2 separate regions of the Sus scrofa genome follow, and region 1 is linked to region 2. Evidence: chromatin contacts called from public HiChIP or PLAC-seq data. All regions are on one chromosome and are shown on one strand. The core of a region is the stretch at or near the end of the contact, and the rest is flanking DNA. Distances in the headings are between cores, read along the strand shown.

Region 1 (3,273 bases), core at 503-3,002, 190 kb before region 2:
AAGGGAGGGAGGGAGAGAAGGAGGCCTGCAAACTCTGCAAACTTCCTAGGATTGTGGTGAGAATTGGATGATAATGGGCATCAGGGAGGCCCACCCCTGGATGGCTCTCAGGAAACAACACACCAGTTGGGGAGAGGATTGGGGGGGTGATAACACAGCAGTTGGGGGGGTGGGGGGTAGCAACACTGTCACTACCACGGTTAACCACCCCCCCCCACTTATTTCTATTCACTCATTTTTCCATTCCTCAAACCCAAGTCTTTTTCCTGCACAAAATCCTATTTAGTCACCTATCATTCTTACAATCCCGGGACATCCAAACTCGGTTTTGTTGAATATTCTGACGCACATATGTATTTCTGTAACTCATCGCTTTATTTTATGTTTTTGGTTTGTTTTATGTTTTAATGTTTAGACCTCTGTCACAGTCTCTCACTCAACACAGGAAATCCCAGGGACAGAGAAAACCTGGGTTGGCAAAACACTAGGTTGTAACATTAAGGGCAGGTGTTGAATATTTAATGAAAACCGACCTCTACCGTTCAATGCTGTTCCAAACTCCCTGTTTCTGGTTTACATAAGAACACCAGGCAGAGGGGAATGAATGAAGCCACTTTTATAAACTCTTTCCTTAGTCAACAAGAAGGGCTAAGGAAAGAGTGGGGTTATTGCTTCCTTAATTCAGCCCATCACCCCATAAAACCCTTGCTTTTGGAAAACTGGGCGCCCATATTTGCTCAAGTGGAAATGGTGGCTCGACTCGGCAACCTTATTCCACTGAGACTTGTGCAAAGAAAACAAAATGAATGGTTGGTGAAGGGAGGGGAGAACCCTCAAATTTAGAATTTCCCTCCTGGCCTCAGGAGAACTGAGGGCGGGAGCCTGTTCTCAGGCTGTGCCTCTAACGGAGTGTGGATCCAGAGTCCCCCCATCCTGGGCATCTCAGTCAAATCAACCTCCATGGGTCAGGAAGAAACACCAATGAACAAGGCCTCATGTGGTCCAAAATGACCAAGCTCACCCCCCACCACCATCACCACCTCGGCCAAAGTCAATCCAGAACCTTGACGTCAAGGTAATCTACAAGCAAAACACACCCAGAAGAAATAGCCCTACCGAACTGCCAACCTTCTCAATTCTTTATCTGTGAGACAGTAAATTTTCTTGATTGCTTAGACTACTTGGTGTTGGACAGCCTCTGACATGGGGCCCAACATCCGATGCCACCCTCGACCCAGTGCCTGCCACACGGGGGATCAATAACCAGCATCACACCTGCGGGTATTCCTACTGTCTTTCTCCACCTCCTCCTCCACTCCCCCCCCACCACAACTTCCTCACCCAACTTCCCTCCCGAAACAACCCGATTTAGCTAATTCGAAAGCCTTTTTTAAAATTTATGCTTGTTTGGCATTTTTTTTTCCCCCAGAGCGGCTGTGTGTATTTAATATGATTAACAGCTTTAGTCATTAAACAACGCTTTCTTTAAGAGGATTGCACGAGATTACCCTTAGGGTCTTGGGCTGAAATCATCGCACAGACGACGCCTCGTACACAGCCAAGGTAGTGGAAGTTCATCATAATGTAACAACTCTGCTCGGTACTTAATATAGCCGATGACACAACCCATAAAAATATTCTTCCTAAACTAATCAAATCATTAAAATGTCAGCTTTCCCTGCAGACACTCCACGGCGCTCAGGCCCCTGGCCCGGATTCAGTGCAAATGGAATCTTGCTGAATCGTCCTGATTTATGAAGCCTGTGTGTCTTCACATTGCCCCCTCCCCATTGCTCAACTCTGCCGGCCTGGATGCAGCCGTCCCAGCAGGCGGATCAACTGGGCGGGAGGCCAGGAGCCAGGACACAAAGTGGGGTCTTGTCAACCAGCTCCCTTCTTAGTGTTCCCACACAGTAAAGGCTGCAAGGTTGTCCCCTGGACTCAGTGGGCTTCAGAGCATGCTGCCACTTGTTTAAAATCTGAAGTTGCAATGAAAAATACCTCTTAAGCACTTTGTGCTAGAGTGAGCACTGGACTGAGAAAGGGGCAGGGGACACACATTGGCTTGTGGTCCACAGTTTCTTAACAGAGCCTGATTATGACAACTGCTTCCTGGGGGCTCAGTAATCAGCCTCATATTTTCAAGGCCTTCCATCAGACCACTGCTTACGCTACTCAGAGATTTTCTGAATCCTCTCTGAAACAATCCTGATCAAAGTAAACAGCTGGCTTTGTGGGCCTTCTGTTCTGGAACCACAGCACTAGAAACTTCCATAGGAAAACATCTTCCTTGCCCCACGCCAATCCGAACCCAGGGCTTCACATCTGCACATTGCCTCTATGGATAAATAATTTCTACAGACTGCAATGCTGTGTAGCCTGGTAGCCCTCAGCCACTTGTGGCTCCATACATTTAAATTAATTAAAATTAAACAAAATTAAAAACTCAGTTTCAGGAGTTCCAGTCACGGCTCAGCAGTAATGAACCCGACTAGGATCCATGAGGACTCGAGGTTTGATCCCAGGCCTTGCTCAGTGGGTTAAGGATCTGGCATTGCGGTGAGCTGTGGTGTAGGTTGCAGATGAGTCTCGGATCTTGCATAGTTGTGGCTGTGGTTCTGGTTTGACCCCTAGCCTGGGAACTTCCATGTGCTGCAGGTGTGGCCCTAAAACAAACAAACAAACAAACAAAAAATGAACTCAATTTCTTTGTCAAGCCAACCACATTTCAAGCACTCAGTACCCTGTGGAACTTATGGCTGGTGCGCTGGCCAATGCAGATTTCGAGAGCCTGTCGGTCGTGCAAAATTCCTTACCTATTCAAGGAGGTACACTCATAATTATTTTTACTTTGCAAAAAAATTAATTTGGACCCATTGCTCACTAGCATCTTTTAACATAAATGGATGTTAATGCATGAAATACAGAAAATAAAAGTAATTCAAGATCTACAGATTAAACAAAAAAAACTGATGAAATATTTATCGAGCATATATACACGGTATGCAAGGTACCTGATCCTGCCTATTTTACGGTTTTGGCTCCCAAAGAAACCCCTCAAGTTTTCATCAATATACCCCAAGTCCAGACCAAGTGCAAATTCCTAAATTATCTCCTCACTTGTTTTTTCAGGCTGTTTCTTCCCATAGGAAGCTTAAGAGAAACTATAAAACTCATTGACCTCACGAAAACACCACCTATTCTACGGATCCCTCTGGTAGGAATTGGCTCATCGGTAATAATATACATAATAAAATATAATGTTTTTCAATT
Region 2 (3,243 bases), core at 725-3,224:
TCATGGATAGCATATATCACATTAATTAATTGGAACTGTGTGTACACTTTTATCTGAATAGCTTCCACAATGACAAATTGGCATTTTCCTCACCTATTTATTGCATTCTCTCCTTTTTATGTTCTTATTTCTCGTCCTATGATTTCTATGAGTATTAAAATAGGATCACAGAAGTCAAGCACCTAGCTCAGTGCCCCATGTAGAAGGCACGCAGTAAATGATTTTTCCCTCTCCTTTTCTGCTTTTATATGATACTGTAGTTTACAGAACATTTTGATGTACACATTCATTTGGTCTTCTTGACCCTGAGAGGGAGGGTCATTTCGTATATGAGAAAGTATTTAAATCTCGCTGTGTCAGTCCTACTTCTTGTTTTTGATTTCAAAATATTTCAATAAAAATACTTCCCCTGTGTGTCTTTCTTTCAAATAGCTCAACAAGTCAGGGTTCACTGAATGACACATAGCAATAGTGAGAATGTTTTTTTCTACTGAAATCCACCTTAAAAGGAGGTGGTCATTTTTTTGCCTCCAGAAATTTTGCTGCTGATAGAAGAAGACAAAGGACCCTTTCTAGTGTGAATTTATGGAATGATTGTCTGCCCATAAAAAATTATTCTCCAGCTTGGAGCAATTAAAATGGTCTCTCTCCTCTCCAAATTAATGTAATTAATACTACAGTCTTGGTTGTTTATCATGACTTGATAATATCACAAGGGAATGAAAATATTGGCTCTTTTATCCCTTTAAATAGCTGAGATGAAACTGTTCGAGCTCTAATGTTACAACAGCTGTTTCTCATGTCCTAGAATATAATTGGTTGGTGCTGAGGTTACTAAATTGTAAGAAATTGACTTTGGTTTTATGCTTGCCTACTTTTGGTGAAGGGAGAGATGGGAAATATTAGATTTTTCCTGTAATGAAAAAGGTAAAACCTTCCCTAATGAAATGGCAGCTTCCAGGTCTCATCTGTATAATTTTCTTTACTGGCGCACTGTCTCTGGGTTTGCTGGATAACATGGCTGGGAAAGCAGGACCATTCTAGCTTTCCTCCTAATTAGCTCCCAACCCAGCACAGCTGGTCAAAACGCATCAGGGCTTTCCCACGAGGGCCTCTTTCTGGAAGTCACTGTAAAGTGATCTGGTCTCCAGTGAGAAATGCAATAGGGGATTTGAGACCATCATGATCCCAAATACTTTGTAGAAGGGAGGTTCCTTTATCTGAATATCTTTCTTGCTTAGGGACATTGTTCTCAAAATGTCCTTGGATCAGCCCCATTAGCATCACCTAGGAACGGATGCAGGTTCCCAGGCCAAACCTAGACTATTAAATTAGAAACTCTGGAAGGGGTGGGCCTGGGAATCTGCATCTGTTCCTTGGTTGATGCTCCCATGCATTCTCATGAACTGAATGGCTGGAACCAAAGCTGTGGAACAGATCTAGTGGGACGGTCACAAGGTGGAATTTAAGGGGCAGACCTAACTTTAACACCAGAGAAGTTTTTCCAGTTATAAATCCAGATGTCCACTGTTGAGTTCTGATTTCCCTGGTGTTCTCTTTCCAATGAGCTATAGCTTCTCCATCCTTTAGAAACTCCCCTTAGGTTGGAAAGGAATCAAGTATGTGCTGGATTTTTCCAGCAGCTTCTAGGCTGGCAAGTTTCCTTTAACCTTTGAAAACTACTTCGAAGTTTCCCTTTGAGAAAACCTAGAGCTATGCACAGCTGATATCTTTGCTCCTGGATCTGGCTCCCCTAGACCAGCTGCAGCTATGTAAACTGGAGGAAGGGAAGTCGCTCTGATGCCTGCTGTGAAGTAATGGCAGGAGCCTTTAGGAGATGTGGAATGTGAAGCAAAAGTGTGATCAGTCAGCAAGGAAGAAAACCCAGGGCTTCCTGTTTGGACAAATTCCTAGTTTCTTTTTGCCTGTTCTTCCTCTTCCATCTCTTTGGTAATAGGAGTTCTTCCTCCACCAGAATGCACAGCCCCATTTCCCAGCAGTGCTTGCATTGCCCTGTAGACACTAGGTTACGCAGAATGTAGAAGTATCAGCTTAAATTGAAGAACAGAAGTTTTCCTTCCGTGCTGTGTTCTTAAGCTCTACAAGTTAGCACAGCACCATCCAAAAAATATTAAGAATACACATGAGGGGTAGTTGCAGAAGTAGTAGAAAGCATTTCTCTCACCCTTGGCACTAATTTTTTTCTTTTATTTTTTGTGGAATGAAGATTAGAGGGGAAAATAAAATATCAATATTAGGCAAAATGAGTCAACAAGAAGAGGTATGGAACAGATGCCTGCTTAGAATGGAAGAATCAGGGATGGGGAGAATGGAGGTGAAACTTGATTTGATCCTTAAATGATAAGGAAGGAGGCAGCATGGGGTAGTGATAAGAGAATGGGTCTTACATACAGATGGCCAACAGGCACATGAAAAGATGCTCAGTGTTGCTAATTATTAGAGAAATGCAAATCAAAACTACAATGAGATATCACCTCATGCCAGTCAGAATGGCCATCATCTATAAGTCTACAAATAAACAAGTGCTAGAGAGGGTGTGGAGAAAAAGGTACCCTCTTACACTGATGGTAGGAATGAAAGTTGGTGTAGCCACCAAGCAAAACAGTATGGAGGTTCCTCAAAAAACTAAAAATAGACTTACCATATGATCCAGTAATCCCACTCCTAGGCATATATCCGGACAAAACTATAATTCAAAATGACACATATATCCCTATGCTCATAGCAGCACTGTTCACAATAGACAAGACATGGAAATAACCTAAATGTCCATTGAGAAATGAATTAAGATGTGGTACATATATACAATGGAATAATACTCAGCCATAAAAAAGAACAAAATAATGCCATTTGCAGCAACATGGATGCAACTAGAGATGCTCATACTAAGTAAAGTAAGTCAGAAGGAGAAAGACAAACACCATATGATATCACTTGTATGTGGAATCTAAAATAGGGCACAAATGAACCTATCTACAAAACAGAAACAGACTCACAGATGTAGAGAACAGGCTTGTGGTTGCAGAGGGGGAGGAGAGAGGGAGAGGGATAGAGTGGGAGTTTGGGGCTAGCAATTGCAAACTATTATATATAGAATGGTAAACAACAAGGTCCCACTGTATAGCATAGGGAACTATATTCAATATTCTATGATAAGCCATAAAGTAAAAGAATATTTTAAAAAACCTATATACAGAATAGAAACAGACTTACAGACTTTTA

Evidence for each region. HiChIP or PLAC-seq counts read pairs in DNA pulled down with a chosen protein or histone mark.
Region 1: an H3K27ac HiChIP or PLAC-seq map of alveolar macrophages shows a contact between it and region 2. The contact joins two enhancer-like sites. A contact is called at or near these places in 1 of 47 Hi-C or Micro-C datasets (liver) and 1 of 2 datasets of contacts at active chromatin or transcription factors (alveolar macrophages).

The regions. Positions count from the first base shown.
Region 1 is chr4:20,812,515-20,815,787 of Sscrofa11.1, reverse strand. The region is part of intron 1 of EXT1 (exostosin-1); the gene reads right to left. Among named protein-coding and RNA genes, the nearest start is that of EXT1, 170 kb to the right of the region's middle. Within about 2 kb of position 1,752, at least 15 of the 83 cell types and tissues checked have an H3K27ac peak or open chromatin away from gene starts, as enhancers often do. A contact at or near this core is called in alveolar macrophages, where this site is marked.
Region 2 is chr4:20,620,677-20,623,919 of Sscrofa11.1, reverse strand. No RefSeq gene overlaps it. Among named protein-coding and RNA genes, the nearest start is that of EXT1, 23 kb to the left of the region's middle. Within about 2 kb of position 1,974, at least 2 of the 83 cell types and tissues checked have an H3K27ac peak or open chromatin away from gene starts, as enhancers often do. A contact at or near this core is called in alveolar macrophages, where this site is marked.